Regions from separate parts of the Mus musculus genome. Here regions 2, 3, 4 and 5 are each linked to region 1. Evidence: chromatin contacts called from public Hi-C, HiChIP or PLAC-seq and promoter capture Hi-C data. All regions are on one chromosome and are shown on one strand. The core of a region is the stretch at or near the end of the contact, and the rest is flanking DNA. Distances in the headings are between cores, read along the strand shown. Region 1 holds the start of Ddx10 (DEAD box helicase 10). Region 2 has its middle 3.6 kb from the start of Gm25562. Region 3 has its middle 40 kb from the start of Gm25562. Region 4 holds the start of AI593442 (expressed sequence AI593442). Region 5 holds the start of Slc35f2 (solute carrier family 35, member F2).

Region 1 (2,525 bases), core at 13-2,512:
TATGAAAAAAAATCTTGGTTTAACTTATAGCTATAGTCATAGTCGTGGAAATAAACATTTACTTAACTTAAAAATCATTATAGCTGGGCAGTGGTGGCACACGCCTTTAATCCCAGCACTTGGGAGGCAGAGGTAGGTGGATTTCTGAGTTCGAGGCCAGCCTGGTCTACAGAGTGAGTTCCAGAACAGCCAGTGCTACACAGAGAAACCCTGTCTTGAAAAAAAAAATCACTATAAAATATACAATGTGAATATTCAGTTAAGGCCACCCAGTTGTTAAAACTGAGAGTAAATGTGATGGTTTGAATAAGAATGATTTCCATAGGCTCATATATTTGGAGTCACAGTTTCAAAACTTTGGAGTTTCAAAAGTCCATGCCAGGCACAGTGTCGCTGTTCATGCGTGCGTACGTGCGTGTGCGTGCGCACGCAGGTGTGTGTGTGTGTGTCTGTGTGTCTGTGTCCTGCCTATGGATCAGGATGCAGCTCTTAGGTACTGCTCCAGTGCCCACCTGGATGCTGGCATGCCTTCCCTGTCATGATGATAATGGACTAAACCTGTGAAACTGTAAGCCAGCCCAGTTAAATGATGCTTCTTTCTATAAAAGTTGCCTTGGTCATGGTGTCTCTTCACAGTAATAGTTCAGTGACTAACACAGTAATCATCTCAGGGTTTGGTTTTTGTTTTGTTTTGTTTTGTTTGTTTTTGACACTTTGTAAGATAAATGGTGATTGATGTTTAGGATGCTCTCCAGAGGCATCTTTACGATGTCTATGTGTAAGTGTATTTTTCTGTATTATGTAACTTTTTGTTAATTGAAAAGTTTGCTTTAAAGCATTTTGAGTCAACACGGTGGCATTTAACTGAAATTAGAGTATTCAGGAGGCAGGTGAATTCTTATAAATTTGAGGCCAGTCTGATCTACAAAGTAACTACGACCTACATACTCTATAACGTATAGCAGTGTACTCGCGAATGTTGGGCACACTTGAATCCAGAGTAAATGAAAAGCAGTACTTTACGCTGAGTATGACTTCACCATACTAGCAATAAGCAGTGTACTTGCGCTGTTTCCGGAAGCCCCAAGCACTCTCGGAAGCAGTGGAGCACGCCCAGTTCCTCCGTGCACGCTTTCCCCTGGCGTCTTAAGATCGCCCCGCCCAGCGGAAGCCAAATCACCAATCATCGTCCGCGCATTGCCTGTCGTCATTAATGTGTGCCCACTCTCCCCAGCTTGGGGGCGGGTTCCCGGACTTGCGCGTGCGCCCCTGCGCCTTCTCCACACGCTGGTTTCGCGTCTTCCGTGCTGTGCCTTGAGGAGCGAGGAGGCTCCCGTGTAGCGGCGTCGTGGGTCCTGGCAGCCCCCGCCATGGGCAAAACGGTTGCTTCTCTGGGTCAGGGAACCCGACCCGACCCGGTGCGGAGCTTTAATCGCTGGAAGAAAAAACACAGCCACAGGCAGCACCAAAAGAAGGAGCGGAGGAAGCAGCTAAAGAAGCCGGAATGGCAGGTCGAGCGCGAGGGGATCAGCCGCCTCATGCAAAACTACGAGAAGGTGAGGTGGGCTCGGGGCACGTTCGGCGGGGCTCTGGGGAGCGAGGGTGGGTGCAGCCCGGAGGTGTTGCCGCTGTGGTGGACTTAGGGTCAGGGTGGTGTGGGAAAGGGGCGGACCCGGCCAACGGGGCCTCACTAGTGGTCTGTTGGGTGTCGCTACCCAGGTCTGACTCTTCTACTTTCCGCAGTGCTGGGAAAAGTGATAGAAATGCGGTGACACTCCGGGTAGGGACATGTGGTGCAGCAGTGGTGACAGAACAGAGAGGCAATAGTGACCGCTGTGGAAAGAACCTAGCGGATGGAGTGAGAGCCTTCAGTAGAGTGCTAGCCCAACACGCAGGAAGTCCTGGGTTCAATCCCCAGCTCCACATAAACCGGGCACATATTGAGCACTAAGGAGGTGGAGGCAGGGGGATCAGAGGTGCAAAGTCATCCAAGGCTTTATAGCAAGTTCGAGGTCAGTCAGTGATACGTGAAACTTGGTCTCAAAAATGAAATAAATAAGCTAAAATCTGGAGTGATGTAAGAAAACGCTGTTGTTCGTGGGAAATGTTTAAAATAATAGAAATATCTTTAAGTACTCTCCATGTTTTATATTCTTTGCCCCTATCTTGAGGTGTGGATGGATCCTAGTAGTCCATTTAACGGATAAGAACTGTAGAGTTTGGAGAGGATAAGAAACTGGCCCTAATTTCCCACATCTAGTAGTGTGGAATTGGAACCTAGACCTGTGTCTGTTTCCACAGCTCTCGATCTTTAAGTTGGGAATTGGCTCTGTCCCTTAGCATCATCTTTTGTTCTTTGTCTCATTGTCTTCATGGTTTTCACCAAGAATCAGTGGAAAGACAATGGAATGTGTTTGCCTCTTCCTGACATCAGCATCTTGTAGCCAGTGTTCCTAGATGAGTAGTCTCATAGTTAACACTTAGACAAGCTGGCGTGTTTTCCTGCCCTAGGTGTCTGCCCCTTA
Region 2 (2,525 bases), core at 13-2,512, 960 kb after region 1:
ATGTAGTTAGAGATCACCACAGAGCTGCTACCATGTGCAGCGCCTCATCCACACAGCACAGCTGAGGTTCATCTCTTCAGAGACTAACTCCAAGACTAGGGGCCCAAATCAGCTTCTCTAAGTTTAGTGTCTCAAATCAAGCTTCACTGTGCAGGTAACCCCTGGGCAACTCTACTGAACTCAGCACATCAGCTAAGGTCATCCCACAATCTGGGCTTGTTTGTTTTTTGGTTTTTGTTTTGTTGTTGTTGTTGTTGTTGTTGTTGTTGTTGTTTTGGTTAGACTTGGTTTGTTACAGTGGTTCCTTCTCTTTTCTTTTCATACCGTTTCTTTTCAAAACCATAGGTGTTTCATGCATTCTTTATAGTATAGAATTCTAAAAATATTTTTGGAAAAGACTGTTTTTAAGTCACCTTAAAGCAATTTGAATTGTAAACTGCGGTTTACCTCCGCCCCTACCTACAGGCTAGGGAAACTCCTTTTTATCTCACCTTCTCCACACACTGCTCCACAGTCTCTAAGGAACATCTTTACCTGACAGAGAGAATTGCAGAAAGTCAGAGCTGTAGTTCCCTGAAGAGATGGTAATCTGCATAACTTTTCCAGCAAAGGAGAAATAGCAAAAGAACAACCTAAAGATAAGGACAAATGTTTGGTGTGAGGGAGCCGTTGTGAAATGGGACGCTGAGGGCTGGTGGACAGAATGTTACTGGCTCTTCCTGACCCAGAACAATCCAGAAATGAGTAGCCTGACTCTGTTGAGCAAACTTCCCTAAACAACTTTCACTTCTCCTCAGAGCTGGAAATGTAACGGCTTCAACTCCACATTAGGAGATCCAGAGAGTCTGATGCAGTTCTAGTGGGAAATATCTCATCCCGCAGAAAAGACGCAGGTTGCTAGGAGATGGCACATCTTGATGGAAGCTCAGCTCGAGACTGTTCTTAATGAGTCTATGATGCATTGAGCTCAGAAGAACCAGGGAGCTTTACAGTACAGAAGATCAAGAGAATGGAAAAGGAGATGGGGACAGCCAAAGTAAAGAAACAGACGTTCCACCACAAGGTATCTGAATGGCTCTTTACCCAGGTCCCTTCGAAGAGCCGTGGAAGTGGACCTGTTCCTTCGGTTCTGAAGACACCTTATGAACACTTATGAATGTTGTTACCAAGTTTACCTGAAAACTTTACTGAAACCCTGTTTCTTTCTAACTTTCTTCATTCTAACTTTTCTTCATTCGGCAAGGCAAACTCTGACCACTAGATGGCACTGCTCCACAGATTTGTAATGAAATGGCTTCAGGCTCCCACACTTGTATTTATGACTACAAAAGTGTGGTTTTGCACCTTTTCTCTTAGAAGCATTGATCGATCGTCAGCCCAATAATCTTGCCTTCGTAGCCTGCTTTGTGTACTCTACTGGCTTTGAAGCTGTGAAGTTGGAAAGAGTTCTGTGCGCGGAAATGTGTCTCTCCGAGATACATTTACAACAGTCGCGCCTACCAGGCTGCAGAGATTACCTCTAGCAGTGGGGACCTGAATCCTCCCTCGTAGTTCCTGCAAACAGGTCAGAAGTACGGCCCTCTTCTTTCCTCCAAGGGGAAGGGGTGAGGGGATGCATTTCCAAAATATTCATTGGATGTTAGTTTACAGAAACACGGAAGCCCAGTACCTTAAATTTTGTACTGGCTAAGATTTGTATCTCAATAATGTGTCAAGCTGGACAAAACGTGTCATATTGGCACCCACAATAAATAAAGAAAAGAAAAAAATAAGAAAAATTTTTGGAAAATAAAATGAAAAATTTCTGTTTCTGTGAGCACTTAGGTATTTCAAGAAAACGTGATTTCTTTAGTTATCTAAAGCTCCCTGAACAAATAAAAGTACAAAACCAAATCAGAGGAAAGGGGAGAAAGCGAGCTATCTACAGGTCATGAGACAGGAGGGACAGGAGGAGTACTACACTCCGCTGCAAGTTTTAAGGTAACAAATCCTTGCGGGGCAGTGGTGGTGCACGCCTTTAAGCCCAGCACTTGGGAGGCAGAGGCAGGTGGATTTCTGAGTTCGAGGTCAGCCTGGTCTACAAAGTGAGTTCCAGGACAGCCAGGGATATACAGAGATATATTTATTTAAAATATATATATATATATTTGTGTGTATTGTAGATTCAAATCCAGCTGTAAGAAATGATGCTGAGGTCCCTTGTATTCTGCCTACCGGATTCTCTAATACTCGTACCCGGCAAAAAAAAATCCTTAATAAATATCAAATAAATATTTCCATGTTCAGTGTTGGTTATTCGGGTCACTTAAGAGGCAAGGAAGGCTTTCCCTGCTGTGAACTCCCTTTGTAAACTTTATAAACTTTGCAAACTTTGTAAAGCTTCAAGGCAGGAAATGGGGGAGAAGGCTGAGGAAATCCAGCAGCCAAGCCCCTCCCCCAGACCTCCCTGTCAATAACTGTCACAAAGATCCCACCCCCACCAGAACCCCTAAATAAGGGCTGTGCTTTGTCTAATTCCCTGCGCT
Region 3 (2,525 bases), core at 10-2,509, 920 kb after region 1:
GCCTGCTGTGTGCTGACATCAAAGTGTACACATGTGGATCTCTGTGTTGCCCATCTGCAGATTCCAAACAGCCATGCTGAAGACACCAGGTCACATGAGGCAGTAGTGGGGCTGATGAGTCACATGGTAGCTTTTTTTCTTTGCAGGGAGAGGGGGAGGGAAACCCCTTACTGTTTCCATAATGGTTTCATTGATCCATATTTCCACCAACCGTATGCAAACATCCTCTTCCTCCTACTCCTTCTCACCCTCCCCTTCTTTCTTTGCTATTGGGGTTCATTTAGAGTTCCCTCTATCTTTTGGGTATTAACTCCTTATCAGCTGTATAATATTTACAAGTATTTTCTCCCATTGTGATTACTGCTTCTTGATTCTCTTTCAGTACTTGTAGTCCCATGAAATCCTGTGTGTTCCTGTTTACACTTGTCCCTTTCCCTGTGAGTTCTGCTCTAAGAGCATTCCAATGCTCCCAGGAACCTTCATCTGATCATCTCACAGTCGAACGTCTGATGTGTGCGTTCAGTCATCTTGGAGTTGACTTCAGTCTGGTTTCATCCTCCATGCAGATTTCCAGTCTTCCCAGCACAGTTTATTGGAAAAGACTTTTGCAATGTGTGCTCTTAACTCCTTGTTTAAAACCAGCCACCTGTCACCTGTTCTCTTCTGGATTCACGCTTCCTCCCTCCTAAGAGAGCAATTGCCTTTATTTCACCACTAGATCTTGAGTAAGGATAGTGATCCCTCAGTCTGAGTCTCTTCCTTGGTTCCTTTAAGTGTGGCTTCCATCTCAATTTCTGTAAATATTGCTTTCCCAGAGATGCTGAGTGAAGTATAATTCTCAGGTCCCATGGCTTGTGCTGGATTCACATGGGCATTGATCTCCTTCAACACTGTGCACTGTTGGTAAACACTTCTTTCTTACATTTGCTTTCATGACCCTTATCTTTATCCTGTGGTTCCCCCTTCTCCTTGAGGTCACTGAGCACCAGTCCATAAGGATGAAGGGAGCAGAGTCAACAAACAGGGTTTCCCGTGGCCTTCAGCTAGCTGGTAAGTACAATGGAAATGACTGTTTTTAGGATCACCTCCAGAGAGGCAGCTCAACTTTAATCAGGGTGAATCAAGAGCTGTTTGTTGGGCCCTATTTGGCCTTGGTTTGGGCCTAACAATTTTCGAGACCTGTCATTCACTTGAGAATGACTCAGCACATCCTGAATAAGACTGCCTCTGCCTAGCTACCACTGATGTATCAATTTCTTATAGGCCCCATGAGATCATCCCACACCCATACGTCATCTCACCCCATACTTCTATCCCCACCTCCTTGCCCTGTCTATATAAGCAAATTGCTGCCACATTAAAGCAAGTTCCTGCTTAGACAAGACTCCCAACCTGGTGTTATTCTTTTGGGCTGTGGACATTCACCATCCTGCTCAGCCCCGACAGACCCGGCTGGACTGGGTTCTCTCCTCTTGCCTGAACCTGCTGGCAAAGAGCTGACAAAGGGCTATATAGTATTTGAGATTTCTAGGGTAGCTACCTATCATGGGCTACAGCTTAGGGTACCAGATAATGCCTCCTGTGCATGGAGGGGTATTCCAGGAATTCCAGGTGTTTGCTAGACAGGTTCATTGTTTTTTTTGGGGGGTGGGTACAGAGGGGAGCTGAATCTGTATTCTAAACTCAGGCTATATAACATTCCAAAGGTAGAGGCTGTGGGGGTTTTGAGCTCTCCAGACAAGGTCAGACAGAAAAGAAGCTCTGCTGGTAAAGGGAGCACTCCATTTTCAATAATAGAGTTCAACCTTAATTAGCTGGAACCAACATTGTCCCTTCTCTATCCTGTTATTCCATCTAATCCCTCCTTCTCTCCATTATTGCTACTCCTCCCCCTTCCTTCTCTTCTGCCTCCTCCTCTTCTATAATATATACCCAACCTACAATTCTTCCTTCTATTCCTTTTCTAACATATTTGCCCATAAGCTACATCTATTGACTCTCCCCATCTTGAGATGAATAACAAGTGATGGCCATGTCTGAGAACACTGGATAGAGATGATCCACACTGAGCTGCCATTTGTGCTTGCTTCTTCTTTTCTACTTTTATTTTTGCATCCAAATTATTTATTTTTAATTATACTTTATTTTTTTAAATAGTACACAGTACTATATATCATGGGGGGGTTGCAAAAAGTATTTTAGTAAATTATTCTTCCTTCTTATCTCCTTGACCCCTCTATTATAGTGTCCTCTTGTGTGTTTATCCTTTTTACCCCTTTAACAGAAAACAAAACCCTTTGCATTCCAAGCATTAAGAGATTCTCCGTCTTAACCATAGTGACAGGATGGATCATATGGGTAGATGTTAGATACAGCTCATCCGTTTAAACTGAAGAAAGCAAGTACAGAGCTCTCTATGAATGTCATTCTAAGGACACAGAAGGCGGTACTTGTCATAGCTTCTCCACGCCTGCCTTGCACTTTCCTGACAGTCTAACTCTAATACCTGCCACAGCAAGCATCTT
Region 4 (2,525 bases), core at 14-2,513, 570 kb after region 1:
TCTTCATATCTGACCTCACTTCCTGACTGTAGCTGATAGGAGTGAGTAAGTGGCAGCTAGTATTCCCCTTAGCTTTCCTTCATGATGTATAGCATGAAGAGGAGGCAGGAACACACACTCCACGACTGACCAACTCGGTGAGAAAATGTTGCACACTTTCTAGACTCAAAGACAGGAGGTAAACAAGACAGGAGAGAAGAAAGAAAAAAGCAAAACAAAACACGGTTTTAATAAGTTATCTCAGTGCCCTAAAGACCATACTCTGTTTAGTTAGTGTTCCAAGCAAGCGTTCCCAATCACTCACATAAAGCAAAGCATACTCTATTTTGAAGATGGTTACTATAATAGAATACACTATTTCTGTTTCTGAAAGGATCCCAAACTAGTCGTTCACTGGTCTCTATAAGATTTTTTTGCAGGCTGCTAAGAGCCTTTTTAGGAGATGTAAACATTTAACTGAAAAAGCAAATGTATCAAGAATCAAGCACGTTGACAAAAAATTAGAATCAACGAAGGGACATTTTTTTAGCAGTACACACAATGTTGAGAATTTTTACGGGTCATTGGTTCCTGCACTTCTCTTTGTAATTTCCCCTTCCCACCCTTCAAGCCCATGTATGCTTTGTGTCTTCAGAATGTGGGATCCTCGAAAAAAAAAGGGGTGTTCAATACACCGAATGGATCCTGGGCCTGAAGATGAGCGTGCGGGGGAAGAAATCAAAAAGCAGATGGGATGACATACTTTGGAGACTGGTGGAGAGATGCAGTCTTTGATGCATATTTAGGTTCCTGATTCTGATTCTGTCACAGTTGTGTTGACAAATGTCCTTGCCATCTCCCTAGTATAAGCAGTTTATGCTTAGAACCAGAGGCAGAAAAATAGGATTGGGGAGTAGCAGGGACTCTGATCAGTCAACAGGAAAAAAAAGTGTACCCCCAGGGGAGAAGATTCTCCTGGAGCAAAACTGTACCTGGAGACCGGTTGAGGTTGAAGCATAGAGCAATGGAAGAACTGAAGCCTGCTTCTTCCTAGGCAAAGGAGTGCTTGTGCTGAATGAAGGTGGGTTGCTGGCAGGGTGGAGGTGGGGATGGGGGTGGGTTTGCTCCTCCCAGCCCCAAAGCTGGGGAACAGCAGGAAACTGGGAATGGTGTTGGAGAGGCTGTTATGCCAGGACAAGGTGTTGGGTATGAGGGTGGGTGGGGGCCTGAGGGGTGGCTTGGAGCCCTGGCGGTGGCTGCCTGACGTCACCGGCCTCTCTGGCAATAGGCTAAGAGCTGAGCTCCCCATAGCAGCAGCAGCAGCAGCAGCAAAGGCAGCGGCGGCGGCGGCGGCGGCGGCGGTGGCGGCGGCGAGGGTGGCAGCAGCAGCGCGGCTCTGTCTCTGGTCCCAGCGCTCCGTGCCTTCTGCAGCCGCCACTGCAGCCAAGGGCTCCTTCTCTGCAACTGGCTGGTCCTTCCAGGTAAGAGACAGTGGTCAGGATGAAGGCTTCCATGGCCAGGGGCCCCAGTGGCAGGATGAGGGCGGGTAAGACCACTCCCGCGGCCTGCGCAGGCACCTCTGGACAGAGCTTCAGCCCCCGCCCCTTCCCTGGTGGAGGCTAGCGCTTTGCCTTGCTGCTCCGCAGTGCAACAGTTTGCACCTGCCTTTTGGGAGAGGCAAGGGAGCTGTGCTGCCTGCCGCGGGTCCTCCGGCTTGGTCCTCTGCCACAGCCTCTGGGCCCTGGGGCCAGGGCCCGGGGAAGGCTGGAGACAAGGTCGGTTCCCCAAACTTTGCAAGCGGGAACCCTTCCCCTTTCAGTTCCTGCTCTGGAAGAAAGAAAAAGGATTTTGGATACTGTCAAGTGGGAGGCTCAGGGAGATGAGGGGTGGGGGGCGCTTGGGAGGATGTGCCTCCGCTGAGAAGGGTGTTTCAGCTGCTTTTGATAGGGAGAAAGGGGGAGGAAGGTAGCAAGGAAGAAGGCTGGAGAAAGGTCGAGTATGATCCTGTGTGCCAGATCCAGCGGGTCAGCTGCGGCTAGGGACAGAGGCAGTGGGGTGTATCCCCTTGGGACGGGGACCTTGGGGGTCTGAACGTCCAGGCTGGAAGTGTTTGGAGAGGGAGGGATGGGGAAGGAGGACTGCGTACAGGGAGCCTGCTTGGAGTGCGTGCTGGCGAGATTGGATCCTGAGAGGAGGTCCACAGGACACAGAGAAGAGGGCAGTTGGCTTTCTGGGAAGTAGAGAAAGCCGCTGTGGCGGCCGCTGTTGGTGGCAATTAGAAAGTTGTGCAGGGGGCAGGGCAGCTGCCTTCTCTGCTGAGTAACCAGTGTCTCCGCGGTGCGGTACGGACGCCAGACCCCATCTGAGCCAGCGGAGCATCTAGCGCGGCTCTCCTGGGCTGCCAGGAGCGGTAGGGTTGGGTTGGTGGGTTGTGGAGATGACAGAGTCCATTTGAGGGCCGCTTGACAGTGGTGTCAGATCCCTCTCTTTCTCTGCACTCGCCTTGGCTGTGGCCGGGACCCTAACTAATCCTGTTTTCTTTGCAG
Region 5 (2,525 bases), core at 8-2,507, 520 kb before region 1:
TCAATTGAAATTCGTTGCCCAGGTGGGTAGTGGCACATGCCTGTAATCCTGCCATTCTCATTATCCCCAAGTAAACTGCTTAGCCTTGTGTTTCCTCACCTGGAAAGTGGGTCTAACAATAGCGCCATATCCTAAAGCAAAGGAGATGCGGTGCTATTGTCTACATAAATGGCTAAGCGCAGTGCCTGGCACGGAGTAAATGTTCAGTAAATGGATTTCATTATTTGGATGTTAGCCTCTAGTGTCTTCAGAACGCAAGTCGTCCAGTGACCACAGAAAGCTTTCCCCAGAGTCGCTGCCAACTCTTTGAGAACATCTCTACCTAAAGGCTCACCAGAGCACAGTGACATCAGCCACCTGCTTCCCTGGACCGCAGCTCCGGAGGTGGCCATGTCGCCTCGCTCAGGCCCCAAAACAGGGCAGACGTTGTCTCCGGTTTGCAACAGCACAAAACTTAACCCAGCTTTCTCACTTGAGTGAACTCCAGTTGGAGGTGATCACCAGGCTAGGTGGGCACGGATCCCGATCTGAAGGAATGCGGGCACCGAGCCAGGAAGGGCAACACTTCCACCTGCCAAGCGCCAGGTTGGGCAGCGCTCCTCCACAGCATCTACGGTGGCTCCCACCCTGTCACAGGGAAATAGGGGAACCTATCTCAAAATGCCAATCGGATGAATTCCCCGCGTATCCTCCGAAAAGCCAGCGTCGCCACCGTTTCGAAGGAGCGTGGGGGGAGCACCCAGATGAAACGCGACCTCCTGGGTGGTTTGGGAGCTCAAGGAGCCGAAGTCGAGGCACCGCCACCTCCATTCCCAGCTCCAGACACGTGCGCGCGGGTCGCCAGCCGGTTCTGCCTGTGTCCCCGCCACCCAGGCCCGCCCAGCGCGCTGCACTCACCAGGTGAAGAGTTTGCGTCGGATCCTGCTCAGCTGGCTGCCGATACTGTCCACCGTACCCAGCGCCCGGGGCTCGCTGGCCCCCGCACTCGCCGGCGACTCAGCCTCCATGGGGTCTCTTCGAGCCTCGCGTGCCCGGAACCCCGAGAAGTGCTCGGGCCCGGAAGACAGGAGGCGGTGCCTGTGAGTACGGCGCGGACTCGGCTCGCGCCCTGCCTTGCTCTCCTGCTGCGCTCTCTAGTACGCTCGCCCGCGTCCCGATACTCCTCCGCCCTGCTCGTGCGACAAATCATTAACTGTCAGGCCCTAAGGGCCAGACAATGCTTTTGCAGATCGCCACCTGGCACCTTTGGGAAGCTGGAGGAGAAAGGGCGGTTTGTTTTCTAGTGTCAGAGCTGAGTAGGACATAATGTAAATTTAAGATGAGAGGGTTGGGCTTCTTCCTCCCCCACCTCCATGTGGGTGGAGTTGATTTGGTTAGTTTCTTTGACCTAAGGTCTCACTCAGTAGCCGGGTCTATCCTGGAACTCAGGATATTGCCTAGGCATACTGCAAATTCTCAGCAGAACTCCTGCCTCAGCTTCAAGAGACCTGGGATTTACAGGTCTACGCTACCACGCCCGATGCATTTCAGGATTTCAAGGTTCCTTGTTTGAAATCAGCAAACTATAGGTAATCTGATAAGAGGTGATCTTGGCTGGTTCCCAGGATGCCTGTACAGGCAGCGAGCTGGTGCCCTCCTGAACTTTGCTAACTGGAAGAACCCACTGACCCCGCCTCTGTGTCCAGGTCTCCCTCCTTTTCCCCTAAAAGAACTGAAGACAAGCTGTGGTTTCTTTTCCTTTCAAAAGAACGATCAGAGTGGTGTGTCTTTGTGGCGCGAACTAGGCAAATCATCCCTCGCAGACCTGTTGGGTTGCCTTGTCACCTATCCTGGCCTTGACCCGGGCCACGCCTTCTGATGCTTGGATGGACCTACAAGGAACAAGAGGGAATAAAAAGTGGGATGGGGAAGTCCCTGGTTCTTGCTGACAGAAGCAAGTCTGTAGTGCCAATTAAGCATTTTTTTTTCCTGAAGGAGACCAAGCAGACAAAAGAACTGCTCCCCACCTCCTCACCCCGACCCCCCAATCTCCTCCTTTAGTGGATAAAGGGACACTGTAAACGGTAAATTCTAGAAGACTGTGTGTGGATGCAGAAGAGCAGGTGGTTTTGTAGAAGACACTAAGAAAAACCAGGTTTTTAACTAGCTGGTAGCTCACGCCTTTCCTCACAGCTCCTAGGAGGCTGAAGCACCATTGCCTTAAGCTCGAGGCTAGCCTAGAGTAGTCTGAGTTCTCGGTTAGCCTGAGCTAAAATGAGATCCTGCTTCAAAAAACACACGAGGTAGGGGTAGGAGTGTGTGGCTCAGCCCGTAAAGGTACCCGATGCCAGGGTTCGGTTCCTGGAACCCACATGGTGTAGGCCAAGAAACAGATCTCTACCAAGCTAAACTCTACATTTAGGCAATGGCACACACAAACACACAATCAATCAAATCGCTATTTAAAAAGCGTTTATAAAAGGGGGAATAGGTTTTGGAAAATGTAGCTAAGTAAGCCTTAAGTTTGCCAACTACAAGCGCTGTAA

The links. Promoter capture Hi-C pulls out the DNA fragments that hold promoters and counts their contacts. A called contact is a pair of places that touch in the nucleus more often than the background predicts. HiChIP or PLAC-seq counts read pairs in DNA pulled down with a chosen protein or histone mark.
Region 2: a contact with region 1 is called in a Hi-C map of B cells, with 11 read pairs. The contact joins the enhancer-like site here to the promoter of Ddx10 in region 1. A contact is called at or near these places in 8 of 39 promoter capture datasets (3T3-L1-derived adipocytes, cranial neural crest, embryonic stem cells and 5 more), 4 of 484 Hi-C or Micro-C datasets (B cells, the HL-1 cell line, cortical neurons and 1 more) and 11 of 115 datasets of contacts at active chromatin or transcription factors (acute myeloid leukemia, astrocytes, bone marrow-derived macrophages and 8 more).
Region 3: a contact with region 1 is called in a promoter capture Hi-C map of the HPC-7 cell line, with 6 times the contacts expected there. The contact joins the enhancer-like site here to the promoter of Ddx10 in region 1. A contact is called at or near these places in 6 of 39 promoter capture datasets (the 3T3-L1 cell line, the HPC-7 cell line, cranial neural crest and 2 more), 1 of 484 Hi-C or Micro-C datasets (the Ba/F3 cell line) and 6 of 115 datasets of contacts at active chromatin or transcription factors (embryonic basal ganglia, embryonic limb bud, embryonic midbrain and 3 more).
Region 4: a contact with region 1 is called in an H3K4me3 HiChIP or PLAC-seq map of forebrain, with 5 times the contacts expected there. The contact joins the promoter of AI593442 here to the promoter of Ddx10 in region 1. A contact is called at or near these places in 3 of 115 datasets of contacts at active chromatin or transcription factors (SST interneurons, astrocytes and forebrain).
Region 5: a contact with region 1 is called in an H3K4me3 HiChIP or PLAC-seq map of pro-B cells, with 2.9 times the contacts expected there. The contact joins the promoter of Slc35f2 here to the promoter of Ddx10 in region 1. A contact is called at or near these places in 1 of 39 promoter capture datasets (erythroid cells) and 2 of 115 datasets of contacts at active chromatin or transcription factors (memory CD8 T cells and pro-B cells).

What each region holds. Positions count from the first base shown.
Region 1 is chr9:53,246,849-53,249,373 of GRCm38.p6, reverse strand. It overlaps Ddx10 (DEAD box helicase 10), which reads left to right and starts at 1,262. Exons shown (of 18, transcript NM_029936.2): 1 at 1,262-1,556. The coding sequence starts at 1,371.
Region 2 is chr9:52,286,293-52,288,817 of GRCm38.p6, reverse strand. No RefSeq gene overlaps it. Among named protein-coding and RNA genes, the nearest start is that of Gm25562, 3.6 kb to the left of the region's middle. Within about 2 kb of position 1,262, at least 26 of the 459 cell types and tissues checked have an H3K27ac peak or open chromatin away from gene starts, as enhancers often do. A contact at or near this core is called in B cells, bone marrow-derived macrophages and forebrain, where this site is marked.
Region 3 is chr9:52,329,550-52,332,074 of GRCm38.p6, reverse strand. No RefSeq gene overlaps it. Among named protein-coding and RNA genes, the nearest start is that of Gm25562, 40 kb to the right of the region's middle. Within about 2 kb of position 1,259, at least 8 of the 459 cell types and tissues checked have an H3K27ac peak or open chromatin away from gene starts, as enhancers often do. A contact at or near this core is called in the HPC-7 cell line, where this site is marked.
Region 4 is chr9:52,678,518-52,681,042 of GRCm38.p6, reverse strand. AI593442 (expressed sequence AI593442) reads left to right here and starts at 1,263. Exons shown (of 2, transcript NM_001286641.1): 1 at 1,263-1,460. It overlaps Gm1715 (predicted gene 1715), which reads right to left and starts at 1,180. Exons shown (of 5, transcript NR_045333.1): 1 at 972-1,180.
Region 5 is chr9:53,770,267-53,772,791 of GRCm38.p6, reverse strand. Slc35f2 (solute carrier family 35, member F2) reads right to left here and starts at 1,257. Exons shown (of 8, transcript NM_028060.3): 1 at 898-1,257. The coding sequence starts at 1,007.